3 separate regions of the Zea mays genome follow, and all the other regions are linked to region 2. A link is a contact called in public Hi-C data. All regions are on one chromosome and are shown on one strand. Each heading gives the region's core, a stretch centred on a gene start, on an enhancer-like site or on the middle of the called end of the contact. The rest is flanking DNA. Distances are from core to core; before and after follow the strand shown.

What was found. Hi-C and Micro-C count contacts between places; a contact is called where the count stands out from the background.
Region 1: a Hi-C map of ear shows a contact between it and region 2, with 2.3 times the contacts expected there. The contact joins the promoter of VP8 here to the promoter of LOC100191430 in region 2. A contact is called at or near these places in 6 of 25 Hi-C or Micro-C datasets (bundle sheath, ear, endosperm and 3 more).
Region 3: a contact with region 2 is called in a Hi-C map of ear, with 2.2 times the contacts expected there. The contact joins the enhancer-like site here to the promoter of LOC100191430 in region 2. A contact is called at or near these places in 2 of 25 Hi-C or Micro-C datasets (ear and leaf).

Annotation. Positions count from the first base shown.
Region 1 is chr1:293,131,012-293,134,029 of Zm-B73-REFERENCE-NAM-5.0, forward strand. It overlaps VP8 (Probable glutamate carboxypeptidase VP8), which reads left to right and starts at 1,462. Exons shown (of 10, transcript NM_001127252.1): 1 at 1,462-2,406. The coding sequence starts at 1,462.
Region 2 is chr1:292,772,991-292,775,945 of Zm-B73-REFERENCE-NAM-5.0, forward strand. LOC100191430 reads right to left here and starts at 1,663. Exons shown (of 2, transcript NM_001136863.1): 1 at 142-1,663. The coding sequence starts at 1,465.
Region 3 is chr1:293,263,140-293,266,314 of Zm-B73-REFERENCE-NAM-5.0, forward strand. AO1 (Indole-3-acetaldehyde oxidase) reads right to left here. Exons shown (of 10, transcript NM_001111838.1): 6 at 2,870-3,175; 7 at 2,560-2,655; 8 at 2,328-2,426; 9 at 2,048-2,237; 10 at 1,418-1,919. The coding sequence ends at 1,678. Among protein-coding and RNA genes, the nearest start is that of AO1, 7.6 kb to the right of the region's middle. Within about 2 kb of position 1,617, at least 17 of the 20 cell types and tissues checked have an H3K27ac peak or open chromatin away from gene starts, as enhancers often do. A contact at or near this core is called in ear and leaf, where this site is marked.

The DNA of each region.
Region 1 (3,018 bases), core at 212-2,711, 360 kb after region 2:
CAATGAAGATATTTGTGGTCAGAGACTTAGAATGTTACAGCACTAAAATAGTAGCAAACAAGACAAACCCTTGTTCTGGAGTTATATTTTGGTTGTCAACAAAGTGTGAGTGCAAGTACCAACCACGTAGACTTATTTCGGTTGCCGACAAGATAGACCCTCGTCTTTTTTAGAGTGCGCGCGTTGCATGAACCATAAAAACTCACTGGATATTTGTGTTTAGAATTTAGATGAGAAGACATGAGTTAGAGGAACTAGTTAGGTATTTGTACGTTGTTATGGTTTCTATACACGCTTGAGTATAAAGTATAACACCCAAAGACATGTGTGTTTTGTTGGCTACGTGGTTGTGAATGTATGTTTGGAGCCAACAACCATGGTTTAAATCTATATATGTGCATAATTTTAGCTCTTTTTACTATTTAAATGTGGGGAAATGGTGGAAACAGGTAATTTACAGTAGTAGAGAAGAGATTAGTGCACAGTCCAACCTTGGGTTGCAATGATATGACAATACAAACCAATACCAAACTAGAATTTATCGTCCCGACATAACCTAAGTAGCGTAAATGATGCCATGAGACGAGGCACATAGGGCTAGCCCGGTCCAGGCTATGAGCCCAAGTAGTGGCAGATCTAGAATTTGAACCTAGAGTAGTTAAGAAGAAAATATTTTAAATGTAATATCGCCCATAATTCGGTACCACATATATAAATTCCATCAATTCAGTTCAAGAACAGAAAATAACAAAATGATCATAACACATTTAATTCATCAATTTAGGTTCCAAACTGTATAGATTTGTTTCCTTATGTCTAAACCATGAGAAATAGTTTTGTTTTTAAACCAAATTCTAGGATAGTTAGGGGCCTATCGAAGCTACCTGTTGGTTCTACCCTAAGCTCAAGTGCCTAATCCGGTCATGCAAAAGTCACTAAAAATTTAGAGCATGTTTGATTCGTTATCTAATTATCATAGTTTACCTATTTTTCTAAAGTTAGTTTTTTATTTAACCGACTAATCTATGTGATCATGTAAAATACTGTTTTATATTATAGGTATGCCATATTATTTTTGTGGCGAGATAACAGACAGGAGAGCTCTTGCCGATGCCGGCCGGACCCAGCCAATCTGCGTGTGCGCCGACTGTGCGGACACCTGAATGAACGTGCCGGAGTACCTGACCCGGACCGCAGTCGCTTCAGCTCAACTGATGGAGTGTGCAGTGGCAACGGAAAAGCTCCATTAACGGGGGTCGGGGCGTAAAGCTGCGTACGGCGGCACGGTGGTAGTGATACACACCGAAGCACCCAGGAAAGCATCCTGGCTCCTGTCCCTCCTCGCCATTTCACGAGCTCCCATTTCACACGCTCACTCCGTCACTCGCTCGCCTCCGCCGTCGCAAAGCCTGCCGGAACCGGCGTGTGCGGTCAGTTCCGGTGCCGCGCAGGGCCTGAGGAATGCCGCACTCCGTCCTGGCCCGTCTGCCCCCCGGCTCCGTCCGGCTCGTAGCTGCCTTCGGGCTGCTGCTCCTCGTCTCGCTGCTCGTTCTCCACCGCCGCCCCGGGAGGCCCCATGTGGCGGCGGCCGCCGCCAGCGACCGACTCACTGATCCCTCCCGGTCCCGGCTGTTCCTGTCGCAGTCCCCCGGGGCCAACGCGAGCATCGCGGCTGACCTCCGCGCGCTCACCGCGGGGCCGCACCTCGCGGGGACGCCTGCGTCGGCGGGTGCAGCCGCGCACGTGCTCGCCCGCCTCCGCGCCGCGGGACTCCAAACCCTAACGCGCGAGTACGAGCCGCTGCTCTCGTACCCTGGGCACGCCTCCCTCGCGCTGCTCCGGCCCGACGGGTCCCTGCTCGCGCGCCTGTCGCTCGAGGAGCCCGCGGACGAGGGGCGCCGCGTCGTGCCTCCGTACCACGCGTACGCGCCGTCCGGCGGGGCCGTCGCGGAGGCGGTGTTCGTCAACCTCGGCCGCGAGGAGGACTACGTCGTGCTCGAGAGGCTTGGAGTGGGCGTGCGCGGCCGCGTCGCGGTGGCGCGCCGCGGGGGTGGGTACCGCGGCGGGGTTGTGGCGCGCGCTGCGGACAAGGGAGCCGTCGCCGTGCTCATCGCGGGCAACGCGGACGGCGGCGTCGAGAGAGGAGTCGTTCTTCTCGGCGGCCCCGGCGATCCGCTCACCCCCGGGTGGGCCGCCACCAGCGGTGCGGAGCGTTTGAAGTTCGACGATAAGGCAGTCAAGCAGCGGTTTCCGAGTATCCCCTCCATGCCGGTGTCGGCCAAGACGGCAGCAGCGATCATTCGAAGCCTGGGCGGTCCGGCCATACCGGCGGAATGGAAGGACGGCCTCGGGGTGGATACCGGTGGTCTTGGACCTGGCCCCACGCTGGTCAACTTCACGTATCAGGTATAACTTGCTGTCTTGTTTCTGTATGATGGAGTGACAACAACACATGTATAAGGACAAATTTAATGGACAGCTAGATCCAAAAGACTATGCGGATTTGCTATGTTGTTGTGGAGTCATATGGCATGTTTTTGGTGTCTCGATTGGGAACTGGATGTAGGCAGTGAGTTGACGTTAGCTTAATATGGTATTGCTTGCTTCCTCTGTTATATCTTTCTGGATTGTCAGTCTATATTTGTGTGCTTCCATCTGTACAATATCCATGGATGTCTGATACCTAAATTATTCCATCTAAATTTTTCCATAGGCTACAATTAGGTGAGAAATTTGTAATTTGATTGGTGAAGTTCATTAACTGATTTTCTTCAACTTAAGACATTCCAGCTTAAGAAGGGTAGGCCTGGTGAGGTGGTGAGAGCTGTCTCACTGAGTCATTAGGTCACGCTTTCGAAACAGCCTCTCCGCATTTGCGGGGAAGGCTTGCACCTCATTCATGTAAGAGCCTTCGACACTGGATCTACCTTAAGAAATTTTGTTTGTGTGGAACGTAATATGGTGTTTGATATGAGAAACCATCCTATCCTAGATGAGGTGGTGCATCATGATTTTATC
Region 2 (2,955 bases), core at 413-2,912:
TTATTGAAACGAGGACAATGTGGTGGGCTATTGTTGAGCAATCTGTAGTGACACGATACTGTTGAGCAATCTGTAATACTAATGATACGAGTAGGGACATAAAGGAGCAGGCCCAGATCTGAAGGTAGGCACGGCACTGACCTCGCCGGAGCTTGATCTTCTTCTTGTGGGTGACGATGGCGGGAGGCTTCCTGTTAGGGTCGGCTGTCTGCGTGGCCTTGGTGTCGTCCGGCGCGAACAGCACGGCGTCGATGCCCTGCACGGAGATCCTCCCGTCGGTGTAGATGTCCGGGTCGAAGAGGTAGGCGGAGCCCTCGCCCTGGCCGAACTTGACGGAGCCGTCGGCCTCCCGCGCCACGACCTTGTGCGGCAGGCGCAGCGTGTCGTAGCGCACCTTGCCGAAGCGGCGCACGGCGTTGTACATGGACTCCTCGGTCTGGTACTCGGGGATCATGTGGTAGTAGAGGATGTTCTCGGGCGAGCCGGGCTCGCTGAGCTGGTCCGTGGTGAGGCGCGCCATGGCCTCGTCGTTGGGGGCGAGCACGGTGAGGACGTAGCCCTCGGAGACGAGGCGGCCCATCTCGGTGGCGAGGGAGGTGAGGTTGACGAGGATGTCGGCGAGCTCGTTGTAGCCGCCGTAGAGGAGCAGCGTCTGGATGAAGTCCTTGACCTGGCTGTGGCCGTCGAAGTGGTGCTTCCCGGAGCCCGGGCCAGGCGCCGGCGCGGGGGCGATGGAGGGGCCGGGCGCCATGGCGTCCCAGACCGGGAGCACGGGGGGCGCGCCGGGGGCCACCGGCGGCGCGGGCTTCTTGAGGCGGTGCGTCCTGGGGTCCACCTCGGGCGCGCCCGTGGGCAGCACGGCCGAGATCGCCGCGAGGCTGCGGCGGCGGTTGAAGTCCTCCTGCACGGAGCGCGGCACGAGGAGGCGCTCGATGCCGTGGATGACCCCGTCGGGCCTGAGCACGGCGTCCGGGCGCGTGACGGCGGCGTGGCCGACGCGCATGCCGGCGCCGAGCTCGACCTCCTCGCCGGACAGCGTGGGGTGGGACGCCGCGGGCCAGGAGTCGGAGGGCAGGCGCGAGGGGAGGACGTGGTAGAGCAGCAGCGCCTGCAGCGACCTGAGGTTGCGCGGCTCCAGCAGGAAGCGCTTGAACTCCGGGTCCAGGTCCCGCTCCAGCGCCTCGTTCCGCGGCGCGAAGATGGTGACGTTGTGCTTCCCGACGGCGTCCTCCAGCGTCTGCAGGAGCAGCGCCTTCTCCACCAGTTCCGCCAGCTCCGTGTAGTGCGAATCCAGCAGCGCCACCAGCACGGAGTTGGAGTTGACTCCGACCGCCGCTGCGCCGGTAGCGCCGGAGCCGGTGGCTGGCAATGTGGGTTCCTGCGGCGCCGTCTCCTCGGGCGCCGCCCCTGCCCCCACCAGGAGCAGGAGGAACAAGGCGAGGGCGCCGTGCACCGGCGCGCCCATGCCTGCGCGCGCGGCCTCTGCTCCCTGCGGATTGCCCTGCCTCCGCCGCCGCTCGGTGGGTGGTGCGTGCTGCGCTGCGGCGTCTAGCGCTCTTGTGCCTAGCTAGGTCGATTTGTTGGTTGGGGAAGACAGCGAGGGAGTAGTAGTAGCTAAATGGAGGTGGGTATTGTGAGCCTTTCTTTTGTGTGTGTGTGTTTTTTCCTGCTTTGTAGTATGGACTATGGAGAGAGAGAGAGAGAGAGAGAGAGAGCAGAGTGAGGCGTGCGACTGTGTGTGTGTGAGAGCTTGCTTATCAGTGAAGAGAGAGAGAGAGGATGGAGGACAGGTCGGGGAAGCAGAGCCAAAGCCAAGCTAGCCAGCCGACGGAAGGAGCGAGAGAGACGTGAGACGCGGTGTGGTGGGTGGGGACAGCGAGAGGGCACAGGCTGGCATGCGGGGCCGGACGGAGGGAAGTGTCGGTGTGCCCAGCTGCAGCGCACACAAGGTTCGCGTGTGCGTAAGCAGGAAAATGGCGAGAGTCGCGAGACGCAATGGTAAGGTGAAGGGCGTCGGGCCGTGTCTCTCTGCGGGCCAGGCAGCCCAGGTAGCCGCCGGAGAGCCCCCAGGCCGCATGCGGGCGGGTGGGCGGGCGCGGCAACCCCGCGGTTTTCGTCCCCGGCGCGCGAGCATTTCTGCCGTTTTCGGGCGCTTTTCACGGTGCCCGCCGCGTTTTTTCGAGCAGGCGATGAGTACCGTCGCCACGGATTTATGTGTCTGACTACTCATCAATACTCAGGTCGTTCGTCGGCGTATGAGATTTTGGGCTGAGAAGGCAGCGGTCAGAAGTTTTGCGCAGCATGTCTCCAAGCAAAACGCCGTCCGTCTTCCTGTAAGGCCTAAAAGGTGTATAGAAAAAAAATATAATAATAATAAAATAAAAATATGAGGTAATAAAATAGTAAACTTAAATTACATTTGAGTATGGGAATTTGAGGACTCAATTTTGGAAACCAAGAAATATTTTAGAAAAGAATTAATAGAAAAGATTCCTATCCAACTAAATAATTATGCATATCATCAAATAATGCACCATAATCCTTTATTTACATGAATAATAAATTTGAAGTAACTTTTACTCCCTATTTCACAAGCAAAATACTATTTTCCTAAAATGAAAGAAGGCAATATGAGTGTGCTTTATAGTTCAAACGTTTAGCAAACAAATAAATTAATTAGAATAAATATGTATACCTAATGTATCATGTTGGAGTTCATTCGATTGTGCATTGAATAATAACACTAGTACCAATAAAAAAATATAATAATGAATTGAGATTTGAATTGGAACCCAAATTAACATTGGGATTAAAAATAGAAGGAGAAAAATATTACACAATACAAAAAAAATTATAAATAAATAAATTTATTCTATAAGTAGTATGATCAAACTATACACCTAAATGTTGGGTACAGAATGCGCCACAAATGCTTGAATTCAAGTTTGAAATTCA
Region 3 (3,175 bases), core at 367-2,866, 490 kb after region 2:
ATCAAGATAAGTGATAATCAGAAGATCAAGATGGGTTTGTATTTGTCCGCGCATCACTGTATCAAGACTGCTTCCATTTGCACTTTTGGATGAACTTGAGCAGTGTAGTGGACGATCGAAACCGGTGTTTTTAGCTTCTGATTGCTTGTCTGCATAGGCTACACCCGATTGAAAAGTCAGACAAAGACAATGCTTACAACCTCTCGCACTCATATGCTTTTCAATGAAATTTGTAATCCGCTGCAAAATCCGATAAATCTTGAAAATTTCAAATGGTATCTATTTCAGATATGTTTCTAGCATGATGAGTGATCACTGTTTGGAGTAGTTCACATTGTTCACATGTGACTGACACTTAGTTGATTTCCTGCTTACTATATGCTTAGTGTTGTCTTTGTGGTGAACATCTCTTTGAAATGCTTAAAACTAAATCAAAATACTTACACTTCACATATCTTGTGCATATGCCCAGTTTGAGCATCTGCTACCACATGCATTTATTGCTGCACATTTAGCACAACACCACTTAGAGCATTTTTTACACTCTGGCTGGTATACTCCTGAAGCTCATGCATTTTCTCTATTTTATACTCTTTGTTGCATTTCTGTTTTTTTTCTCTCAGGGGAGGTTCTCTTGTCAAGGGGGAGTTTTTTCTTTCTACCCTATCTGTGCTTGATGAGTTCACTTGTCAATAAGGGGAGAGATTTTGAGATTTCCTGTTTTCTCTATCTAGGGGGAGAATTATGTCTTTCGGGCTTCCTCTCATTCAAGAGGGTGAGATATGTTATTTGGAGCTATTGCTAGTTGTGTTGAGTCGTTTGCCTCGTTCTGGAAGAAGATTTTAGCCTTTTGTGTTGATCTTATGCTCTGAATTGGTTTTTTATGCTCTGATCTTCTTTTGTGCTCCGATGAGATCTTGGCTTTTGGCTAGTGGTGTTGAACCCTGCTTTTGCTTTTTATTGAGGGCTAGCCTTTTCTTGCTTTGTCGTGTTGAGCCGTTGCCCATTTCTTTGGGGACCAAGTTTTGCTTACTCTAAATGACTTGTCTGGTTTTTATCTCTTATGGTCATTTGATTGAATTTCTCTTCTCCTTCCTCTTTCTGTTTACATATGCTCAAATGGTGGTGTTGACAATGCACTCATTAAGGGGGAGATTGAGAACACAAGGTTGACTTGTCCTTTGTGGTTCGGGTTGATGATGAGTGATTGTCAACAGGTAGCACTATGTGGTAGTATCGAAAATGCCTCTTATTTTTTTGTGATTTCATTTTCATATCGAAAATGGGATATTATGTGTGTTTGCTGCATCAATTTCCTAGCTTGGTGTTTAATGCTTATCAGGATTTTATTTTTCGGTGCACAATAGCGGATTTCTGTGATTTATACTTGAATTAAATTATTTGCTGATCTAATCATACAGAAAATAAATAGCTTATGACATCTTATTTTACAAAATATTCAACAGTCGTGCCGGTAGTGCGTGGGAGATGTGCATAATTTTTTCTAGTGATTATTAGTACGAAGCACTTTTATTTTTCACTCTATATACTGTTCATCGCTCCTCGCAGTTCCTGAGTTCCCCCAATTCTCTCTCCTCTGTACTGTACTGTCTGTACATCAGGGCAGCACACATCATCTCTGGCAGTGCGCCGACTGCACCCTGAGGCCTGCTGGATCTATGCTTTCGCTGTGTTTGGGCCGGCACTGGCGGCAGACACGTTCTCGAGGTACCTCTCCACGACGTCGAGGCCGCAGAGCTCCTTGACGACGGGCATCGTCGCCGGCACGTCCATCTGGAATGTGACGGCGGATTTCGCGGGGCTGGTGCTGACCGAGAACTCCTTCCTCGCCGCCCTGATGGCCTCCCTCATCGCGCAGTGCACCGAGGCTGCGAGAACCAGCGGCGGCTCGCCCGACGCTGCAAACAAGTCCCCGGTATGTCAGGATTTTGGTTTTTTTTTCATATGCAGTTACCAGAATTTGATGATGTCCGCATGAGTGTTGAGAATGTGGAGAGGGGATGAAACATTGTGAGGAGATACTTGCCTTTGGAAGATAGGACACGCTTCTTGTCAGGGGCGCTGTTAAACATCTCAACATTGAACTCCTTCGGGATATTATCCACCGTGGGGATCTTGTACGTCCATGTGCCGTCGTGGATGACCAAGCCGTCGGAATTCGTCTTGTAGTCCTCGTTCGTGAAGAACCCTATTCCTTGGACAAAGCAGCCCTCGATCTGGATAAATGATGAACAGTGTTTTTAGAGGAGGAGCACATTTTTGTTGATACAATGGTCTGCGTGAACTGTGTTCATTTTATAGCTGACCTGGCCCAAGTCTACAGCAGGGTTTAGGCTCTGCCCGCAGTCATACACCAGGTCGCTTCGCAGAATTGTGGTTGCTCCTGTTAGGATATCAACTTCCACCTGCGATGACCATTTGCAAAATCCCAATGAAATGTCAGGTTTAAAGAACTTTAGCTGCAAATCTGCAACCTCCAACAAAATCGCTTGCTAATTGCGCTTGTGCTGTTAGTATTGTATTTTGGATCAAGGATACCTCACTGGTGCCAGCTCCGTAGTTCAAGTAGCTCTTGAAAGATGGATCAGGAGTCCAGTACGCCTGTGCTGATAGGTTCACACTCGCCATGCTTGCCTGTAAATGAGGAACAAATGTCATGAATAATTTAAACTGCTTGATATTGAGTTCCAGTTCCTTAAACTTATTTGACATTGCTACCGACTGCAATACATTAATGATGGAATGAAGGGAGGCAAACAGATTTGAGTAACTTTATTTCTTGGCATCTCTTTCAATCATATTAAGTGGCATGTTACCAACAGAGTTAGAGTTAAGTTATTATCCTCACCTGAGCAATCAAGGCACTCCATTCCACTGTGTTGGACTTAGCTTCGAGACTCTCCTTGATAGGCTTCAGCCTCTCAACAAGTGCAACACACGATTGCCGAACTGCTTCACAGCTAGTTTCAGAAGTGGTGCTCCCAGCAGTCATACCTCCTTGGATCAGGCTTAATGTGTCTGCCTGGATAACCCGAACCTTGTCCAGAAGGCATTCGCCACCATCAGGACACAGCTGTCCCAGTCCAAAGGCCGTCATCTGCTTCACTTTAGTCCACAATCCTTGACCTATCTCAATTCCTCCAACCTCGACAGC